4 separate regions of the Mus musculus genome follow, and all the other regions are linked to region 1. A link is a contact called in public Hi-C and HiChIP or PLAC-seq data. All regions are on one chromosome and are shown on one strand. The core of a region is the stretch at or near the end of the contact, and the rest is flanking DNA. Distances in the headings are between cores, read along the strand shown.

Region 1 (4,865 bases), core at 1,363-3,862:
AACACCTTCGTTTTAGTTCACAGAAATGAGGCTCTGGAGAGGGGGAAAGACATGTTTGGCCTTCAACTCCGCCCCCATTCAGTCCCCGACGCAGGAGACCCCACGGCTTCACACTCTCACCACTCTCTCCAATAAGGTTGCTCCCACCGCGTCCTAGTTTCTGGGCCAGGTTAGGAAAAGGTCTCGATTATTCCCAGGGACTATAACTCAAGGGGCTGACTGGGGGAAGGGGTGATAGCTAGGTAGCCAGGACCCAGCCACCCGCCCCAGGTCTGTCGGAGTAGGCTACTGCAGGTCTGTCAAAGGAGGCTATTGCACGTGTCCCACCAGCACCCTCCCACGTGACCCCAAGAGGCGGGGTCGCAGACCCTCCCCACGTGACCCCAAGGGGCAGAGACCCTCTACACGTGATGAGAGGTGGGAGCCAGGAACCTAGATCACGTGACTGGGGGGGCCTGGGAGCCTGTGGCTCAGCCCGGCCCCGCCCCCAGCTCCCCGGCCCTCTCCACTCCCGGCTCTGGAGCACGTCGCTCTCACGATTTATGGGGCCGCGGATGCCGCAGTGAGAGAGCCGGGGAGTCCGGGCGCAGCGGCAACAAAGGCCCGGGAAGCGGGGCGGGGGCGGCAGCGGCCTCCTGGTCCGGTGTGCGCCGCCTCCTACCTCCGTCGGTCCCTGCCCACACCGGAGTGGAGAGGGCGAAAGGAGGTTCTGGGAACCATCCCGTTCCGGAGCTTTCACCTGCGCCCAGGTGTATGCGGGGGAGGTGAACCTGATCAACGCTCCCCCCAAGGCTATTTCCACACCCCCTAGGCTCTGGCAAGCTACCAGCAGTGGGGTTCCCCAAGGGTGGCGGGGAACCCAGGGTCTCTCGCCTGCGAGCTCTCTGCTCGTGCCAGACTGTAGCGGGGCGGGGGTCGGACGTGTAAATCTTAAGGGGGGGATGAGCAAGATAGATACAGCAGGGGAGTCAGCCCTCGGGGCCCCCCGGGGAGGATGGAGTCCCGCTCCGGGGGGGAGGGGCTGCAACCCCACCCCCGAGGTTTCCATGGGAAGCGAAAGGGGGGCGTCATTAGCTCATCCCCACCCCCAGTCTGACACTCTGGGCGCGAGGAGAAAGAGGGGGAGGCGCAGAGCCCCAAACAACAAAGAGCAGAGCAGCAAGCAGGAGCCCCTCCCCCGGAAGGTTGGGGGTCGTGGTCGAGGCCCTTCAGGTCCCCTCCCCTGGGGTCTCACCATTTGTTCCCTAGTCGGCCCCCAGGGCGGAGAGTCAGAAGCAAAGCTGCCGCCACCGCCCGGGCAGGTGTGACAGTGATCCCCGTGTCCCCAGGGATCCCCCTACCAATACACTGAGGTGGCCAGAGTGATACACACGACAGCTCGGCAGGGAGAAGACAAGGGCAGCAAGGACTGTGCAGAATGATGGCCCGGTCCGGCAGCCGGCACCGAGCCGCCGCGCCACACACCGGAGGAAACCACACGGCCGCCCTGACACCCGCCCAGACCGCGGCGGCGCCAAGAGCCACCCCAGCCCAGACAAGACTGGCCACGCGGACACCGACCGCAGCCCCCTCCCCGATCCGCCGCCCGCTCCCACCCCTAGACGGTCGCCGACGCAGACACACAAATCACACACAGACACACGCACACTGACAGCCGCGCACGCCCGTTCACACTCAGTGCCATACGCCGTCCCTAGCTTCAGTGCGTGTGTGTGTGTGTGTGTGTGCGTGTGTGTGTGTGTGTGTGTGTGTGACATGCCGACATCTCTGCCTTCTTCCTTCTCACCAGTACCCTGCGTTCCTAGGGCCCCCCAACTTCGCGACCCTGGCCCGGCTCACCCCAGCAGGGCTTATTCACACAACCAGAGCAACCCCTTACCCTTCGTCCTGAGGAGGTGGAGAATCGGAGTTCCTGCCTTAATGCCGAACCCCACTTTTAAAACCAAGAGTCTTAAGCAGAACCCCATCAACATTACAGGCTGAAAACAGGTCATCCTTCAGCTCCCAAACGCAGCGGCCTATCCCTAGCACACCGGTACTCACAGACTTCAACCTAGCCAAAAGGAGCGTGGATGGTGGGGGAGACTACGGGACAGAGAACACTATTCCATTGGCGAGTGTGGAGAGAAACCAAGATGGGGTTAGGGACCCCCAACAGCCTCCTCCGCACGGCCAGAGCGCTCTTTACTATGCCCCAACAGCTTCTCTCAGACACCCCCGAGTTTCACAGACGCCCACATAGTGCGTCCCCTCTCCCTCGCCTCTCGGTACCAAGCCTGTCTCCCAGGACTGCTGCCAGGTTCCCCTAGGACTTCTCGGGCCCACCAGCTCCCCCATCACTGACGCGGGACGCACGGGTTCTCCGGGTCCCCGACTCACTGCTGATTGGAGCTGTTCCAGTATACCGCATGCCGGTTTCCCAGTGCGCCCCCAGGCCCCTGGGCCAGCAGCGGCAGCAGCGGCACGGGCACGAGCAGCAGCAGCAGCAGCAGCGGAGCCGCCGCCATCCCCGGAGCCGCCGCCGCCGCCGCCCCCCGACTGAGCCCCGCACTCCCGGCTTCTCAGCTTCCCAGCTCCCTGCTGCCGCCGCTGCCAGCCCCCAATCTTAGTCACGCCCACAATCCTTCCCTCCGCCCTTCTGGGCGCGCCCCCGAAGCCCCGCCCCTGGCGCGCTCACGCGGGGCTCCGCCCCACTTGAGCCCAGAGCGCGCCGCGCGTGGGCGACCCATACTGTGTAGCCCCTTTAGGAACAACGCGCCTCTCCTCTCTCCTAGGTGATTTGCTGCAGAGGTTTGCGTCTTTAGGTCCCCCAAGCTTGGAGTTCACAGAAGGATTTGGAAGCCAAGACCTGGACATACATCTGGTGTAGGTCCACACCTTTCTCCATAGAGTGTGGGGGCGTTGAGCGAAGATCTACGTCTGGAATAAGCAAGAGTAGACCCATATCGGACCTCTACTTCCTCCACCCCTTTCCATGTGTGCAAGGAGTTAAATGGACACAAGATGGGGAAGCCTTCAGGTGGTACCAAGAGCTAACAGCTGGCTGCCTGAAGGCCCTCACCTGAAGCCAAACCAGAACACCTCAGCCCAGAGTGTCACCTTCTGGGGGCTGGGCACAGTAGCTATACTTCCTTAATCCTGACACTCTAGAAGCAGAGCCTGGCAGATCTCTGTGAGTTCGAGGGCACCTACATTGGTCTGTGTAACAAGTACCAGGCCAGGCAGGGCTACGCAGCGAGACCGTGTCCCCCCACCCCCACCCCCCGCCCCGTCTCAAAAAAAAAAAAAAAAGCCTAAGCCTTCTATGGTAATCCAGGGCAAAGGTATTTGGTGGTGGTGAGTTGCCAAGGCGAGTTGGAGCCAGGCAGGAATGGAGCAGTCTTCTTGGAAAGCCCACAGAGGTCCCCTCACTGCCTCCGATTCCCTCAGTGATGTCCTTAGGCACGCTCATTCCTGCTTCCATAGATGCTTTCTCTAAGGACAGAGGGCACCTTATATTCCAGCACTTGCCACAGCAGTTGTCTTCTTAGGGACATACAGGCACAAAGATGACATGCACACAGCGATGGGAGAGAAAAAAAATAAAGGTGTCCATATCCAGAAACAGGAGCAATGGACACTTGACATACAGTCCAATCTAGGCACACAAGGTGCCTATAGAGTAGAAATTGGTGTAAACATAGGCCCCTAGACAGAGACACTGACGTATACAGACACACTCTTCTCCCATGTGATTGACCCTCTTTGTGAGGGATCCAGAATACAGATCTACTAGGCATTCACCCCTTATCTTGTCTCTTTCCCAGAAGCCCAGACTGAAAGACAAAGCAGAACCGGGCCTTACTGGGTTCTTAGAACCCACAGCACCTGTGCCCAGGGAGGCAGGCACATTGCTGTTTTGTTGTGTTTCAAGAGGTAGGAAAGATAGCAGCACCTCAGTCAGTTACCTTTGGCAGTACAAGGCCCTGACCACACGCCTGCCTTGGGGGAAGGGCACCGCATGCACAGTAGGTACCATGCCTCCCTGCTGCTAGGCAAGAGTGGGTGCTGTCCTCCTGGGATACCTCTCCACTCCTGGGAGATACCTTCTCTCTCTTCTTGGGAGCCAGAAAATAAATGAGGCCCTTTGAGATGGGAGTGAGGGACTTTGCAAACAGCTCTCTTCATTCCCAAAGAGATTTGCTTCACCCAAATAATGCTAACTGCCTACTCCTGGGAGTTCCAGCCCCAGCCCCAGCCCCAGCCCCAGCCCCAGCCCCAGCCTCAGCCCCTCTGTGCCATACCTTTGCTTCAAAGAAGTAAGCGTCTCTCTGTAAGGCAGCGTCACCGGGTAGCCTGCCCACAAGCATACGAGTGCAGGGTGCTGGACTGGTCCAGAACTTTTTTTTTTTTTTTTTTTTGAAAACTTAAGATTTCTGTTTCTAGAATCTGGGCTCCAAACTGGGAATGTACTTATTGGTAGGGCATTTGTATGAGAGCCTAGGTTCAATCCCCATAACTGGAAAAATACACAAATAATAAAACCTGGCTTTAATTTAAAGATTTGTGTGATTTGGGCCCCATTCTCTAGAGCCCAGAAATTTCTCTTTAGAATGTTGTACTCCACCCTCTCTGACCAATAGTCATCCATAGAGCTTCATAGCGGGAGAGGCGGCTCACAGGTTAAGAACATTTTCTATTCTTCTAAGAGGACCCAAGTTCATTTCCCATGACCCACACCAGATGGTTCACAACTGTCTGTAACTCTAGCTCTGGTGGATCTTACACCTTCAAAAGGTACCTGTACTCACTCACACACACACACACACACACACACACACAAGGGGGGTCCACACATAATTATAAATAGTTTTTTAAAGGGGGGC
Region 2 (4,865 bases), core at 1,266-3,765, 440 kb after region 1:
TGACCCAGATATCAGTCACCTGGTGTGGGAAGAGGCAGGAAAGTCCCTACCACGTGTGCACCCCCCCACCCCCACTCCTCTCCCTCAGCAAACCCAGAACAACTATTCATGGCTCTGATCCTGCCTACTCCAAAGTCTCTAGTGCTCCCACTGCCCCCGGGGCCCACCCGAACCTACCCGTAACAAATAGGAGTCTACTTCCTACTACCTCCCACACCCCAAAACTCAAACTTAGTAAGAACTACAACATGTCTTCTTAGCTCTCTCACTTCCTTAAAACAAAACAAAACAAACAAAACTGGTAAACTCCTACACATATTTCAAAGCCCTAATTTCCTAATTGTCTATTCACCAAACAATTAATGGCTTCCCTGCTCCGGTTGGTCCCTGGCACTAGCTAACTCAGTATACTATATTGTTTCAATCTGTATGTCTGGCCTTCCACCAAACATGAGAGGGACCCTGCCAGCATCCGGGACAAGGCTCTCAGTAACTCAGAGGTGCTGCCTCTGGGGCTCTGCTTTTATGATAGCTTGAGACACCCTCCCACAACCTCAACCTCACTCCTACACAGAACCCAGAAGGTGCAAGTGGTGCCCAAGTGTTAAAACATCAGTCCAAAAGGTAATGATATCCGTGGGGTTTGAGAACCATCTACAGGGTCACAGGAAAAGCCAGCTTCTCTTCCAGACTGAGTCCTGTCTTTTTGTATGTGTTTATCTGGGCCCCAGCCAGATCACAGGACACAAGATAGGGAGCCAGCAACTGTGCAATTCATGTAGCTGGCAGCCAAACAGTCACTCACTGAAGTCACAGTTGGGCCTGCCACAGACCTGGCATCCTGCAAGGCTCGGAGACACAACCAAGTGAAGAACCCTATGGTTTTGAGTATCTTCAAGGAGACAGAGACAATAAACCTCTCAGAGATCATACAGTGAGAGGGGATGGAAGACTAGGATGGAGAAACAGAAGGAAGATGGGATGGGCCTGGAAAAGCCTCTTCTAGGAGATGACGCTTACAGCAAGCTCTGCTGGGTAGGAAGGAAGCCCTGTTCCAGATCCACACTGAAGTCATGGTCAGGCAAACCCAGCAGAACAGCATCCCAGCCCTGCCCCTTTAAACTGTCCCAAGAAAGGCAAAGAAAGCCAAGGAAGTGAAGCAATGAGGCTTGGCAACACAATGCACCTTGGGCTCCTAGGTCTAATGATGCTCCTAGGAAGGATGCTACTGAGACAGTCGGGAAAGCTTGAATGTGCACTGTACAGTGCTAAAAGTATTGATGCTGTTCTGTTTCCAGAATTGGGTCTTTGAAGCCGGGCACTTCATTGCTACTTTGGTTGTTGATAGCAGTTGGAACTTGGGGCCTTTCACATGCTCACCCTGTATCACCAGGAGAGCATCTCTGGTCTTAAGAAGAGACACATCCAAGTGTTTGGGAGTCAAGGTTACATGATTACTTTTAAAGAACAGGGCCAAATAATAACAGTAACAGGGTTTTGGTTTTGTTTTGGGGGCGGGGGGGGGGGTGAGGAAAGAGTAATATCATCAGCTTGATGAGATTAGCATCATCATGGGAACAAACGTCTATGGGGAATCTTTCTAGATTGGATTAATTGAGGCAGGCAGCACTCATTGCATGGGCTAGGGTCCCAGGCAGAAGGAGAAATGGAAAAGTTTGTTGATCTCAGAATTCCCCTCTCCCTGCTTCCAGACTGAAACAGGACCTGCAGGCTCCTGCTACCACCTTCCCCGCCTTGGGCTGTAATCTCAAACTGCAAGGCCAAACAAAGCCTGCAGTCCCTACATCTGCTTTCCTCAAGAGAATTTTGTCACAACAATGAGAAGAATAACTAAAACAAAGACTGTTCTCGTGGAGGGACCCAGATGCAAAGGCTCGAGGGCAGGAAAGAGCTTGGCTTGCTAGAGACAACTGAGTGACAAGCTGGTGACCCAAGCAAGGGAGCAAGTCACCAGCCTGGGGGTGTGGGTTATTTAACTGCGCATAGGAAGCTGAACAGGGAGGCAGTTGGGAGATTCTCCCTTGGTCCACACAAGAGTTGACAGGAGCTCAAGGACCAGGGTGTTAGCATGAAAGTGACAGAAAAAGGACAAAGCAGGGAATCACCTTGGAGGTGGTGCTCCCAGGACAGGACTTCTGAAAACATCAGTGGTGAGCACTAAGGGAGAGAGAGCAAAGGCATCACCAGGTTTCAGTGTGAACTGCTTAGCCCAGGGAATGCCATTTCCAGCAAGACAGGGAAACTAGGGGCAAGTTAGGGCCAGGTTGGGGGTGTAGAGCACGCACTTGGGTTTGGGCGTGTTGAGGTCTAGATGCCTCTGAGGCATCCAAGTAGGTCACTGCACCTTCAGCGCCTGACTTGAAATGCAGGCTACATGATGGACTGCAGCGGAGGTGGAGGCCAGAGATGCAGCGGCTGCTGAGCCCTGCACCCAGTTAGCCTTGGCTCCTTCATCTCCAGTCTCAGCCTCTCTCCCTCTCCCATGCTTGTCTGCAGTCGGGGGGAGGAGGGAGGGAGAAGATGTCTGAACTCAGCTCCCAACATAAACCACAGTGCCTGCCCTTTATCCTTCCCCAGCTGGAATGGCAGAGTCCCAGAGGAAACCTTGCTGGTCACTATGGCAACAACTGAGCCTTGGCTTAGAACCAGTCAGGTACCTGAACACTGATCTCAGGGAAGGCCAGATGGTACCCAAAATGGGGGGCAGGATGTTAACCCATCGCACCTTCCCTCAACTCCTGGCTTAGTCTCAAGGAATCTCCTTCTGGGGAGACGGCAGGAAAGGCCAGAAGCTGGGGGTGCAGAAGAGGGTGAGACCATCTGGAGAGCCCTGGCCTCTATCCACCCCATTTCTATAAATATTTCATTAGACTCTTTTCAAGGCCCAGGACAGTAGAAACGGGCTATTGATTTTATTTGCTTTCTCTGCTGGGACCAGCCCCATGGAACCTCTAAACTTTCCTTTCCCCGTCCATCATCATCCCAGTTGCCCGCTCTGTGGTCCGCAAGGACTCATCTCCATTTGCACTAAGAGCAGCAGCGCATTAACAACTTGGAAGTGTCCATGTGACACCCTCGGGCCCAAAAGAACTTCTCCCTGCCCTAAAGTTCCTAGTCACCTCTCTCACACTAATGATGCCTTAGCTGACACATCTCACCCTGAATACTAGTCCTCTGGGAGCTACAAGGTCATCTGGTACAGACACCAACACCGGCAAGCCAATCTGGAAGCCTACCCTGCTGAGTCCTCAATCACGTTGCCCCTCCCTTGTACCCTTGCTTTGTGACCCTAAGTGACACCTACTCCCCGCACACAGGGGTTTCTGCTCCCGACATGCCTATCTCACCCTTGGTACTCACACTCTGGTCATCATCTTCACTTCGCATATGGTCCGCAATGAAGCGTACACCGTCCACAGCTTCCCGGAGGCCACAGCTGCATGGGCCCATCGAGCGCCCCAGACCGGCTGCAGCGGGCTCAGCCTGGAAAGCCCCAGCCAAGCCCTGCATTGATGCAGGATTGACAAAGCAGGTACATGGGTCAGCTGCAGGACCTTCGCGGAAGAATAGTGTGCCTGCCCCCTCACGTTCCCGCTGGCGCCTTCGCAAGCGCAGGCGTTGACGTGCACAGCGGTGGCGTGGCTGCTGCAGGAAGAGGAGGGTGGGCAGCTTCTCCAGGAAGACCACCTTGACCCAGGGCGCCATGGTGTGCGTGGTAGGCGAACGGTGGTGCACATTGAGCACACACACGCTAGTGACGATGGAGAAGGTGACTAGCACCATGGTGAACATGAGGTACTTTCCCACCAGCGGTACGTCGAGGGAGGTGGGAGGCACAATCTTGGAGATGAGCAGCAGGAACACCGTGAGCGCCAGCAGCACAGAAATACAAAGTGTCATCTTTTCACCACAGTCTGAGGGCAGGTAGAAGACCAGGATGGCCAGCGAGGTGATGAGTACGCAGGGGATGATGAGGTTGATGGTGTAGAAGAGCGGTTTGCGACGAATGATGAAGTCGTAGGTGATGTCCACGTAGGTGGAGTCGTCTGGGTTCTCGTTGCGTCGGCCTGGCAGTGCGATGATGTCCCACTCCCCACTAGGTGTGAAGTCGTCCAGGCTGGCCACATCGCTTTTGAGCACCAGGTCAATCTCAGTGCGGTCGTAGGTCCAGGAGCGGAACTTCATGGTGCAGTTCTGCTGGTCAAATGGGAAGTGCTTCACCTCAATCTTGCATGCGCTCTTGTAGATGGCAGGCGGTAGCCAAAAGATGCTGCCATCATAGGAGACCACAGCATTGGAATAGAAGGAGACTTCGTACATGCCGTCAGCACTGTCAAGGAATGGGGCAGTCAGGCCTGGCTTGAGAGTCTGCATCCCACTCATCAACCCAGCAAGAAGGACCTGGCTGGAAGTGATCATCTAATACATGGAGATTGCCCAGAAATGGAGATAGGGGTGGGAATATTCACAGGTTGGTGGTAAGAATGGGTCTCCTCCTGTTCAGGAGGCTTGTGAATCCATTCAGTGGTTGAAGAGAATGATTGGGGGCAGGGGGGACACATCTGCTACTTGTTCCACATCATATAAGCTGATAGTCCACATGAGGGTAAACAGGTGAGGGAGCTGGAGAGGCCAGGGCAAGGAGCCTCAAGGAATGAAAGGGTGTGGACAAAAGCCATCAGTTGACAGTTTTGTGCCTTACAGGGGAGAAGATTCATTGAGGGGAGCAGAACAGAATCTAGGTGAAACTAGGACCATATAAGTTCTATGTCGCCACCCAGGCTTCCAGAAGTTCTCACTCTTTGATCAAGCTAGGCACTGAGAACTGTCAGTCTTTAATATTC
Region 3 (4,865 bases), core at 990-3,489, 370 kb after region 1:
CCTTCTCTCTCTCTCTCTCTCTCTCTCTCTCTCTCTCTCTCTCTCTCTCTCTTGGTTTTTCGAGACAGGGTTTCTCTGTATAGCCCTGGCTATCCTGGAACTCACTTTGTAGACCAAGCTGCCCTCGAACTCAGAAATCCGCTTGCCTCTGCCTCCCGAGTGCTGGGATTAAAGGCATGCGCCACCACACCCGGCCATATGCTTTATTCTCAATCCCTGCCGGGTAGACACTTCTCTCTTCCAGGTGTTTGGACACTGTGATGCCAGTCTTGTCATCAACTTGGTAGGATTTAGGATCACCATGAAAACTGATCTCTGGACATGTCTGTGAGGGAATGTTTAGATTCTGGTTCGTTGAGGTGGAAAGTCTCGCCTTCAATGTGGATGTCGTCATCTCCTGGGTAGGGTCCCAAAGAAGGAGAAAGTGAGATGAGCACGCTCACCCTAAGCAAGGAAGAACAAGTTTACCATGGGATGAACAGGCGTCCCTGCATCCTGGCCCTCGCCCCTCCCCCCACCCCCCATCAAGATGTACTGTGCTGTTACCTGCTCAAACCAGGATCCATGGCTCTTCCTGGTTCACACTTTCTGACTATAGATGCACTGTGGCCGTTTCCTGATGCTCCTTTTGCCACACTTTGCTGTCACCATGGACTGTGTCCTCTTGGAATTCAGAGCCAAAATAAGCCCTTTTAAAAGTTGCCTTTGCCTGCCTTCCCTCCCTTCCTCCCTCTTTCTCTCCCTCCCTCCATTCATCCCTCCCTCCCTCCTTCCCTCCATCCCTCTTTCCACCTCCCCCTCCATTCTATTTTCCATGTCTTTTTCCCACCCCCACCCTGTCTTCACAAATACTATTTCCAAATATTGCCTCTGAGAGCTCAGGTTTGATTGTGGATCTAGAGTTGGGGAATTGATGGAAGAAAGCATCAGTCACCTGGAGAGCAAACACTGAGCCTCTGCTCAGTCCAGCCCAGATGACACAGGGCTCTGTGGAAGAGTCATTATTATGTCAAATCCCCGCTAGGGAAAGGCCACCCAATTTTAGTTGCTCATTTCCACAGGCAAACTGTGTCCCCTCCATGGGTAAGCTCACAGATTCTGTAGTTTCTTCCTTCTGCCTCATTTTCACACCGTCTTCCAGATCCACGGTTAGGGTTTGGGGGCCGAAATACTGAACAGTATCAACACTTCATTTCCAAAGACATTTCAGTAGACAGCGCAAACAGCTGCATCCTGCACACAGAAGCAAGTCTGCCACGCCTGCTCGGCACCTTCGTAGCTTTCACCCTGAGCGACTCCAAAGATAAAGTGCTAAACTCTTAAAGTCTCCAACTGTCAGAACCGATATCTGTCCCATGTTTATGTGTTTGGAAACCATGGCACTCAGAGGAACCGCCAAAGTACATGTGCAGTACACGGAGGGAGGTTTTGGGAGTCAGACCAACAAGGCACATATTTTAGCCTGTGAAGGGAATTTGTCTAGCTCTTCCATTAGACTACATCCCTAGCCTCAAGTATTTTTGCTTCTTATCTGCAAAAGGACAATGCTTATATCAAAGGGCTGCTGAGGATTAAATGTGATTAAATGGACCAATTCCCTGGTCCAGCTGCATCAACATCACCAGAAAACTTGTTAAAATGCTAATAAGCTGACCCTAGCCTAAGTCTACTGAGTGAAGAGCTTTGGGGATGGAGCCAGCAATCTGTGCTTTAAGGAGTCCTTCCATGAAGTTCTGATGCTAGCTCACGGTTAGGCTTAGGGTAAAGGCAAAGCAGACAGACACCCAACAGTTTTTTCTTCTATTCTCCTGAGTGTTTGTAGGGTATGTCTTGCTTTTGCAATGCTTGGCAGGCATTCTCTTCCTGAGAAGTACCCCTAGCCTCTCATTAAATAACGCCATTAATCCTTTACATTCAATGGCTTCTACATGAACTGAGCTAGGGAATTCAGCCTGCTTGCCCAATTGCACCTTCTAAGTCTGAACCTTGAAAGCCTATCTGAGATGTATCCTCGGATTCTCAAGGAAATCGACACCGAATACACCACAATGCTGTCATTGTTTACCCGGCGCAGCGAAGGTGGGGTGGGCAAACCTCACTCTATGTGGTTTTAGAGGCTTGCCTAGGAGAACACAGGAACCTGGTTCTCTCAGGAAGAAACCTGGTCTTTCTATCTTCCCAGAGCCAGTCCTTGCCAGGCTGCAGCCCTGACTCAATGCTGCCATCCGGTGGACAGAAGGGAAGTGCCTGCGGGACCACGGGCTCCACCCAAGCCAGCATTTCCTGGGTTTCTAGGAGCAGTCGTCCCTGATGGCTTCAGGCAGATTTAGAGGTGATGCTGCTGAAGGAGCCGCCCTCAAGGTGCTGGCAAAGAACTGGAGGAACGGGTGCTGCACGATGCCCCCGGAGGGACCGGCGCTGCTCGATGCCTCCGGAGGAACGGGCGCTGCACGATGCCCCCGGAGGGACCGGCGCTGCACAATGCCCCCTGGTTAGTATTCTCCAAGTGTACAGCCCCGACGAGGGAGGTGTTTGCTCTCAAGCGCCTGAAAAGCCTATTTACATATACAATCTGTTCCTAACAAGCAGCAGAGAGTTTGCAGAACTATTAATAAGTCTTCCCAGACAACAAATATACATTTTAATGAGAAGCTGAAAATTAAGAGTAACTTTAAAATGCTGTGCAAAGGCTCAGCTTCTAATTATAATCTCCTAGAGGGGAAAACATGGGATGGCTTCATTTCTCCTGATAGACCAGACACTCCAAGAGCTCCCATTGATAAATCAGCATTTTCATTTATATCCTCTCCTGCCTTGTGATTTAACATTCTCTCAGGATACTTCGCTTTAACAGAAAATACCACTCTGAGCAAATGCAATTAGCCAAATTCTATATACAGCTAATTCAGCCTTTCATAAAGGTTTTTAGACATTGGTTAATAATTGGAGCACGTCAGAAAGATATAGGGAATACTTCTAGCTTGTAGAATAAAGTGTCCCTTTGTAGAACTGAAGGTGTGTGTGTGTGTGTGTGTGTGTGTGTGTGTGTGTGTGTGTGTGAAGAGGGAGGCTAGTGTGGAGGCTTTCTCAGGGACAAATCTTCAATTAAAACATCAAAACAAATAATACAGTAACATAATAAAACTCACTGAATAAAATAAGAAATATGAACCTAAATAGATGCAGATAAAATAGAAATCTTGATGAAGAATAGGATATTTTAAGCCAGGAGTCAAGGAGTTGGCTCAATGGGTAAAATGTTTATTGCACAAGCCTGAGTTCAAATCTCCAGCATCCAAATAAAAGCCAGGTCTGGTTATGCTGCCTGTGATGTAGATTTGGGAGTTAGAAACAGGCAGATCCTGGGGGTTTGATGGCCATTCTATCCAAAATGGCAAAGTTCAGTGAGAGACTGCCCCCAAATTGATAAATAGAGGCCCAGAAGTGTTTGGAGAAATTATCCAGATGTCAACTTCTGGGCATTACATGTGAGTACACCTGTCTATACATGTGACATTTATCTATTCAACACACACACAGCGCACACACACAAACACATAACTGGGCATGGTGGCCACGCCTGCTGCTGTTTCCAATGTATGAACTTTACATGTGTCTTAGTTACTTTTCTCTTGCTGTGATAACACACAAAGACCAAGGCAACCTATTAAGAAACCTTTTAATTTGGCTTGCAGCCTCAGAAAGTTAAAGTCCAGCCAGGCAGTGGTGACGCACGCCTGTAATCCCAGCACTTGGGAGGCAGAGGCAGGTGGATTTCTGAGTTCGAGGCCAGCCTGGTCTACAGAGTGAGTTCCAGGACAGCCAGTGCTATACAGAGAAACCCTGTCTCAAAAAAAGAAAGAAAGAAAGAGAGAGAGAGAGAGAGAGAGAGGGAGGGAGGGAGGGAGGGAGGGAGGGAGGAAGGAAGGAAGGAAGGAAGGAAGGAAGGAAGGAAGGAAGTTAAAGTCCCTGAGGGCAAAACAAGGAGCAACTGAGAACTCACATCTTGATCCACAAGAGTACTGGGAACCTTAAAGTCAACTTCCAGGGATACACTTCCTTTAATAAGGCCACACCCCCTAATCCTTCCCAAACAGTTTCAATCGAGAACTACATATTCAATGTATAAGCCTATAGAGGCCATTCTCATTCAAACCATCAGAACTTTTGTGAGTGGTGTGTGTGCTTGCACATGTGGTAAGAACCCGTTCTCTCCTGTGGGTCTTGGGGACTGAACTCAGATCATCAACCTTGGTGGCAAGTCCCTTTAACCACTGAGCCATCTTTTGGGCCTGCCCCTGAATGTTGACTTTCTTGCTTTCATTTTCAGAGTGGTAAGTATAGGTGAGTGCCACCACACCCAGATTATACAGTGTTGGAGATAAAACCTAAGACTTTATGTGTGATAAACAAGCACTCTATCATGAGGGAGAAAGATTAGAATATGGCATAAGCACACACACATACACACACCACACACACACACCACACACCACACACCTATCTCTCTTTCTTTCTCTCTCTCTCTCTCTCTCTCTCTCTCTCTCTCTCACACACACACACACACACACACACACACACACACACTACATTTTTTTTAAAGAAAAGGACAATAAAGTGTTGTTTGGTGGGACATACATGTACTCCAACTCTTAGGGAGCTGAGAGCAGATGATCACAAGCGTTAGAGCAGCCTGAAACTAGCCACAAAGCCAGAAACTAGGATGGGAGGAGGGATGTGAAAGAGGAGGGAGAAAGGGGAGGAGAGGGGAGTAGTGCACATCAATGATGAGTGAAGACTTCTCAGGAGTCTCACAAGGACGTCCATGTCCACGGGTGTGTGTGTGTTGGAGAGGCAGAGCCTAC
Region 4 (4,865 bases), core at 1,025-3,524, 340 kb after region 1:
GAAATGGTGCTGTCTTTTCAACCATGCTCAGAGCCTGGCACCAGGTGAGATGGAGGGAAACTCAAGAGAGCCAAGTGCAGTTAAAAGTCTATTGCTTTTTCTGTTGCAGATATCGATCAACTTAGCTTTGTGCCAGGCCGTTTGCTAGCAATTAATTTCAGTCAGTGCAAGGGCTTGAGTTTACCATTATTTTCCCGAATGCTCAGGGGCCTCCCTCTCAAACCCATAAAGATGATGTGATTCCGCTCTGCTCCCTGGCCAAACCATGACTTCAGGATCTTTCATTTAGGCTGGCTGAAGGCAAGACTTGAAGTCTGTATTCTGTCATGTTGCTGAATGAGGGCCAGATGCCTTAAAAAAGAAAGACAAAAACCAAACCAATGTCCTTCTCAATTCCTTGATCCTGGGAAAGAGGAAATGATTCTGTTTGTTCAGATGTGATCCAGACCTGTCTTCCTTCAGACCATGTGGGAATTGTTTGCACCTCTTGGACCTGACTCTTGCTTAGACTTAGCCATTAGCTCTCTGTATGAGTCTGGCCTTTTATCCTCTTTCTGAAACTGTTTTCTTCTATTTTAAGTGGGGATAATAATAACCAATATCTGTCTGATACTTTAAAATTTATATAGTGCTCAAATCCACACTGACTGTTTGCTATTGGCAAGCTGATGGGCTGAGGCTATGAAAAACCAAAATGATGTTAGCCCGACATGATAGTGGGTTTGTGAGGCTGTCAGCCAGACCTGGATGGGGGAGCCTTGCTAAAACCAGCTATTCCCTCCACACATCAGCTGTGCCTCACAAATGTGTGTGTCTATGTATGTGCCCAAGCATGTACATGTGTGTATGTATGTGTACCCAAGCTTGTGCCCATGTATGCATTTGTGTGCATGTGTGCATGCCTGAGCATGTATGTATGTATGTATGTATGTATGTATGTATGTATGTATGTATTCGTATGTGTACCTGAGTGTGTGTGCCTGAGTGTATGTGCCTTAGTGTGTGCATGTGTGTGTGTCTGAGCATGTATTTGTGTTTACATGTATGTGTGTACATGAGCTTGTATGCCTGTGTGCATGTGTTTGTGTACCTGAGCATGTGTGTATAGTGTGTGTGCATATATGCACGTGAATATGCCTGTGCCTGCATATGTGTGTGCATGTTTGTGTGTGCATTAGCCTAAAATGTCTTCCATTCACATTAAAGATAATTAAGCATTTGCTTCTAAACTGCTTAATGATGCATACAGCCTATAGGCTTCCTCATTTCAAATGTTTGTTAGCAAGACACAGAGAGCATTGTCAAAGGTTTGTCAGTTTGGCTATTCTGTGGCACTATCCACACTCCTAAGAAGGGACTGTATAGCTAGGGCTCTACCCGTCCTTGAAACCACTTGGGCAGACTTTGCCCTCTCCTGCTTGTCTTTAAGGCTTCCCTTGAAGGCCGAGCAGCCACAGAAACTGAAGAGGTCCTACATCAAATTGCCCACCCCCTTAAGGGACAACAGCAGCATTCTGCTGAGAGAAAGCCCTCCCTTCCCCACCACCTACTTAGCTAACCAGATCCAAGGCCCAGAGCCCATCATCTGCTTGCCCTCCCTTGGTAGCCAGACACTGGCTACCTCCAGCCTCGTCTTACTGCCACCTGCTCCCTGTCAAACAAGAAAGTGGCAGAGTGGCCAATGTAACCACTTAAAACCATTTCACAGTAGATTTTTTCCTGAACAACAACAAAAAAGTAATATTTATGTCACTTAGACATTTCTGAAAAGACTTAGATGTTCTTTTAAAAACATCACATCGACGCCAATGAAGAATACAGCCCAGCTTTAGTAATAGATTTTGAAATACATACAAGTTATCAGTCTGCAAAGCAGTGTTTCTTAGGCCTTCCCACGTGTCTCAGCATGTTAGCAACGCCCCATCTGTTGGTGTCAGTCTCAGAAGCTGATTTGTAGTCTCTGATTTTATTAAAATCCTATCTGGCAAGTCACTTGATCTCTTCTAGTCTGGTCTCCTCACTTCCATGCCCTGGGCCTGGGGTCCTGTGCCAGTGTGTATAGCTGACAGAAATGGAGACCATTAATCAGAAATACATTTAGCTTGTGCTTAATAAGGAGTATTTTCTCTTGTTCTCGCTAGTAATTGCTGAAGATGTCTGTGTTTGGATTAAAACTTTGTCCCCTGCCATCTGGATGCCATTGATACGTCTCAGCTCAGTCATGAGCTGGATGATATCAGTGGTTTCCATGTCAACAGATGACAAGAGTTGTGTATGGAGCCGTGTGACTACCGTGCCTGGGGAAGCCAGCCCCGGGAAGGAGGCAGCTGTGCTGTCACACCTAAGCATCTTCCCTGATCTCAGACACCACTGAGATGATTTCAGTTTTGTGCCAATTACATTTACATGTGAAATCGCAACGCATAATTTTTGGCCAGTTAGGAAAGGAACAGTGGTCTTGTTGGTACCTGTCATTGCAGTTTGTAAGAAAGACACTTTCTCAAAGACACCTTTTAAAATCTCCACTTGGTAGGAAACCTATTACTTTCAAGTAAAGTGTGGTACCCTGATTATGAGGGCATTGACAGCATGTATTTATTGATCCAAACTGTACCCCAGACTTCAAGAGCTTGCTAAGCAGCCTGTCTAAATATAGCATCATCAGCGGCAGCCGAGAGGCAGCAATGAAACCATTAAGAAGGAGGAGAAGTGCCTCTCGGCTCGAAGCTCCAGTCTAGGCCTCAGATACAAGATTAATAAAAAATGTGTTTTAATCATCTTTTCTAAGAGTTTCCTGATCTTGATTAAGAAAGTACATCTCTGAAGAACCATTTTCTCAGGAAGTAGATGGTAGCCACACATGCAAGGAAAAAACATATTGTGTGAACCCAAAAATTAACCCAACAGCTGCTTGTTACCTTTCCCTCAGATCAAGAATGCCGCCGCCAATGTCCTCCGGGAAACGTGGCTAATCTATAAACATACAAAGCTGCTAAAGAAGATTGACCATGCCAAAGTCAGGAAACACCAGAGGAAGTTCCTCCAAGCTATCCACCAGTGAGTATCGGAGAACCAGAGCAGTGTACTGTTTGGTCAAACTGAATGCAGGATGTCACAGCTCTGTTGCGCCTCCCCAAACCAGGGAGATGCAGGAGAAATCGACTCTGCTCTACTCAAAAAGCACCCAGTCCAGGCTAGCCTTTGACTCACTGTGAGGCAGTGGGCAGGCTGCTGTGGGAGGCAGATATCAGAGCAAGGACCTAAAGGCATTCATGCTACCCAGATGCACACACACACACATATGCACAAACACACATGGACACACACAAAGAGATGCATACACATGTATGGTCACCATACATGGACACATATACCCAGGCAGAGACATACATGGATACACACACAGAAAGACACACATACATATGCACATATACACAATGACACACACACACACACAGACACATGCACAGACATATATGGACACACACATACATGCATGAACACATATGGTCACACAGAGAGACACAGACGCATGTACAGGCACATGCACACAGACATATTCACAGACACACACACACAGATACACAGACACACACACAGAGGCACACACAGAAACACATATTTAAAGATATAGTCACACACATATACAGACACATATATACCTGCATAGACACACATACAAAGTCATAGAAACAAACACATGCATACAGACCCACATGCCTTCACACATGTGCTTGTACACATATGCATACTACCACTATGATAGAGGAATACAATGTTTTAAGTATAGTACAGAGCTGAATACGGTGGTTCAGGATTGTAAGCCTCAAACTCAAGAGGCTGAAGCAAGAGCATCCCTCTGAGTTGAATGCCATCCTGGGCTACAAATTCAGGTTGAGGTCAGGTGAGACCCTGCCCACCCCCAAATAAATACATAAGCAAATAAAATAAATAGGGCAGAGAAGCAAAGAAAGAAAAAAAGAAAGAAATTAAGAAAGAAAGAAAGTAAGAAAGAAAGAAAGAAAGAAAGAAAGAAAGAAAGAGAGAGAGAGAGAAAGAAGAGAGAGAAAGAGAGATAGAGAGGGAGGGAGGGAAGGAGGGAGGGAGGGAGGAAGGAAGGAAAGAAAGAAAGAAAGAAAGAAAGAAAGAAAGAAAGAAAGAAAGAAAGAAAGAAAGAAAGAAAGGAAAGAAAGAAAGAAGAAAGAAAGACAGACAGACTGACTGTTGTTTTGACTCAAAGACTTGAACTTTGAACCTGGCTGGTCAGGAAGCAGACATTGGAGGAGAGAGAACATCCCAAACAGCAGGGGAGCAGGGGAGTGACTTGAGACAGTCAGGCACTGAGAGTGACACGGGAAGCATTCATGGAAACAACCGTTTGCTTTCTCGGGTTCCTGACAAGTCTAATCCTGCCAGCTACCCCCGTGTTCATGGCCCCATCACTAAACTCCAAGATCAGGTTTAATGAAGGGGTGACGCTTTAGCGTGAACTTGAACTGCCTATTCCAACTCTTCCCCACAGACTGCGGGGTGTCAAGATGGAACAAAGGAAGCTGAGTGACCAAGCCAACACCCTGGTGGACCTTTCCAAGGTGAGTGGCATCCAGGGCAGACCTGACCCACATTCACGGAGCACGGTGCAGGACCGGAAGACATAGACAGACAGCCCTCTTTGGTTAAATGTCTAGGTTTGTGGGGTTTTTTATTTGTTTGGTTTTTTTTTTAAACATTTATAATCTACCATTGTGTCCTGTCCTTTAACACGTGGCATTTGTTTCTCAAGTTGAATAGCTCAGATTTGTCTTTGTTCATAACTAATTAGCTAACCAGTTCCTGTTAGTGTGTTATTGACTGTTTATCGAGGG

The links. Hi-C and Micro-C count contacts between places; a contact is called where the count stands out from the background. HiChIP or PLAC-seq counts read pairs in DNA pulled down with a chosen protein or histone mark.
Region 2: a contact with region 1 is called in an H3K4me3 HiChIP or PLAC-seq map of embryonic hindbrain, with 6 times the contacts expected there. The contact joins the enhancer-like site here to the promoter of Efna3 in region 1. A contact is called at or near these places in 5 of 39 promoter capture datasets (cranial neural crest, embryonic stem cells, neural stem cells and 1 more), 1 of 15 datasets of contacts at CTCF or cohesin (large pre-B cells), 9 of 484 Hi-C or Micro-C datasets (the G1E-ER4 cell line, cardiomyocytes, cerebral cortex and 6 more), 9 of 115 datasets of contacts at active chromatin or transcription factors (craniofacial prominence, embryonic basal ganglia, embryonic forebrain and 6 more) and 2 of 9 other capture datasets (adipose tissue and embryonic stem cells).
Region 3: a Hi-C map of cerebellum shows a contact between it and region 1, with 2.9 times the contacts expected there. The contact joins the enhancer-like site here to the promoter of Efna3 in region 1. A contact is called at or near these places in 10 of 39 promoter capture datasets (the 3T3-L1 cell line, 3T3-L1-derived adipocytes, the C10 cell line and 6 more), 1 of 15 datasets of contacts at CTCF or cohesin (embryonic stem cells), 12 of 484 Hi-C or Micro-C datasets (the C2C12 cell line, the G1E-ER4 cell line, brown adipocytes and 9 more) and 6 of 115 datasets of contacts at active chromatin or transcription factors (T-cell acute lymphoblastic leukemia, bone marrow-derived dendritic cells, embryonic forebrain and 3 more).
Region 4: a contact with region 1 is called in an H3K4me3 HiChIP or PLAC-seq map of embryonic forebrain, with 2.5 times the contacts expected there. The contact joins the enhancer-like site here to the promoter of Efna3 in region 1. A contact is called at or near these places in 1 of 39 promoter capture datasets (liver), 1 of 15 datasets of contacts at CTCF or cohesin (the NIH/3T3 cell line), 4 of 115 datasets of contacts at active chromatin or transcription factors (T-cell acute lymphoblastic leukemia, embryonic forebrain, embryonic stem cells and 1 more) and 2 of 9 other capture datasets (embryonic stem cells and pancreatic islet).

The regions. Positions count from the first base shown.
Region 1 is chr3:89,320,327-89,325,191 of GRCm38.p6, forward strand. It overlaps Efna3 (ephrin A3), which reads right to left and starts at 2,613. Exons shown (of 5, transcript NM_010108.2): 1 at 2,380-2,613. The coding sequence starts at 2,507.
Region 2 is chr3:89,757,291-89,762,155 of GRCm38.p6, forward strand. Chrnb2 (cholinergic receptor, nicotinic, beta polypeptide 2 (neuronal)) reads right to left here. Exons shown (of 6, transcript NM_009602.4): 5 at 3,382-4,351. Among named protein-coding and RNA genes, the nearest start is that of Chrnb2, 4.9 kb to the right of the region's middle. Within about 2 kb of position 2,516, at least 11 of the 459 cell types and tissues checked have an H3K27ac peak or open chromatin away from gene starts, as enhancers often do.
Region 3 is chr3:89,686,637-89,691,501 of GRCm38.p6, forward strand. No RefSeq gene overlaps it. Among named protein-coding and RNA genes, the nearest start is that of Adar, 42 kb to the right of the region's middle. Within about 2 kb of position 2,240, at least 62 of the 459 cell types and tissues checked have an H3K27ac peak or open chromatin away from gene starts, as enhancers often do. A contact at or near this core is called in cerebellum, cerebral cortex, embryonic forebrain and 3 more, where this site is marked.
Region 4 is chr3:89,658,192-89,663,056 of GRCm38.p6, forward strand. It overlaps Kcnn3 (potassium intermediate/small conductance calcium-activated channel, subfamily N, member 3), which reads left to right. Exons shown (of 8, transcript NM_080466.2): 6 at 2,930-3,057; 7 at 4,523-4,592. Among named protein-coding and RNA genes, the nearest start is that of Adar, 70 kb to the right of the region's middle. Within about 2 kb of position 2,275, at least 25 of the 459 cell types and tissues checked have an H3K27ac peak or open chromatin away from gene starts, as enhancers often do. A contact at or near this core is called in embryonic forebrain, where this site is marked.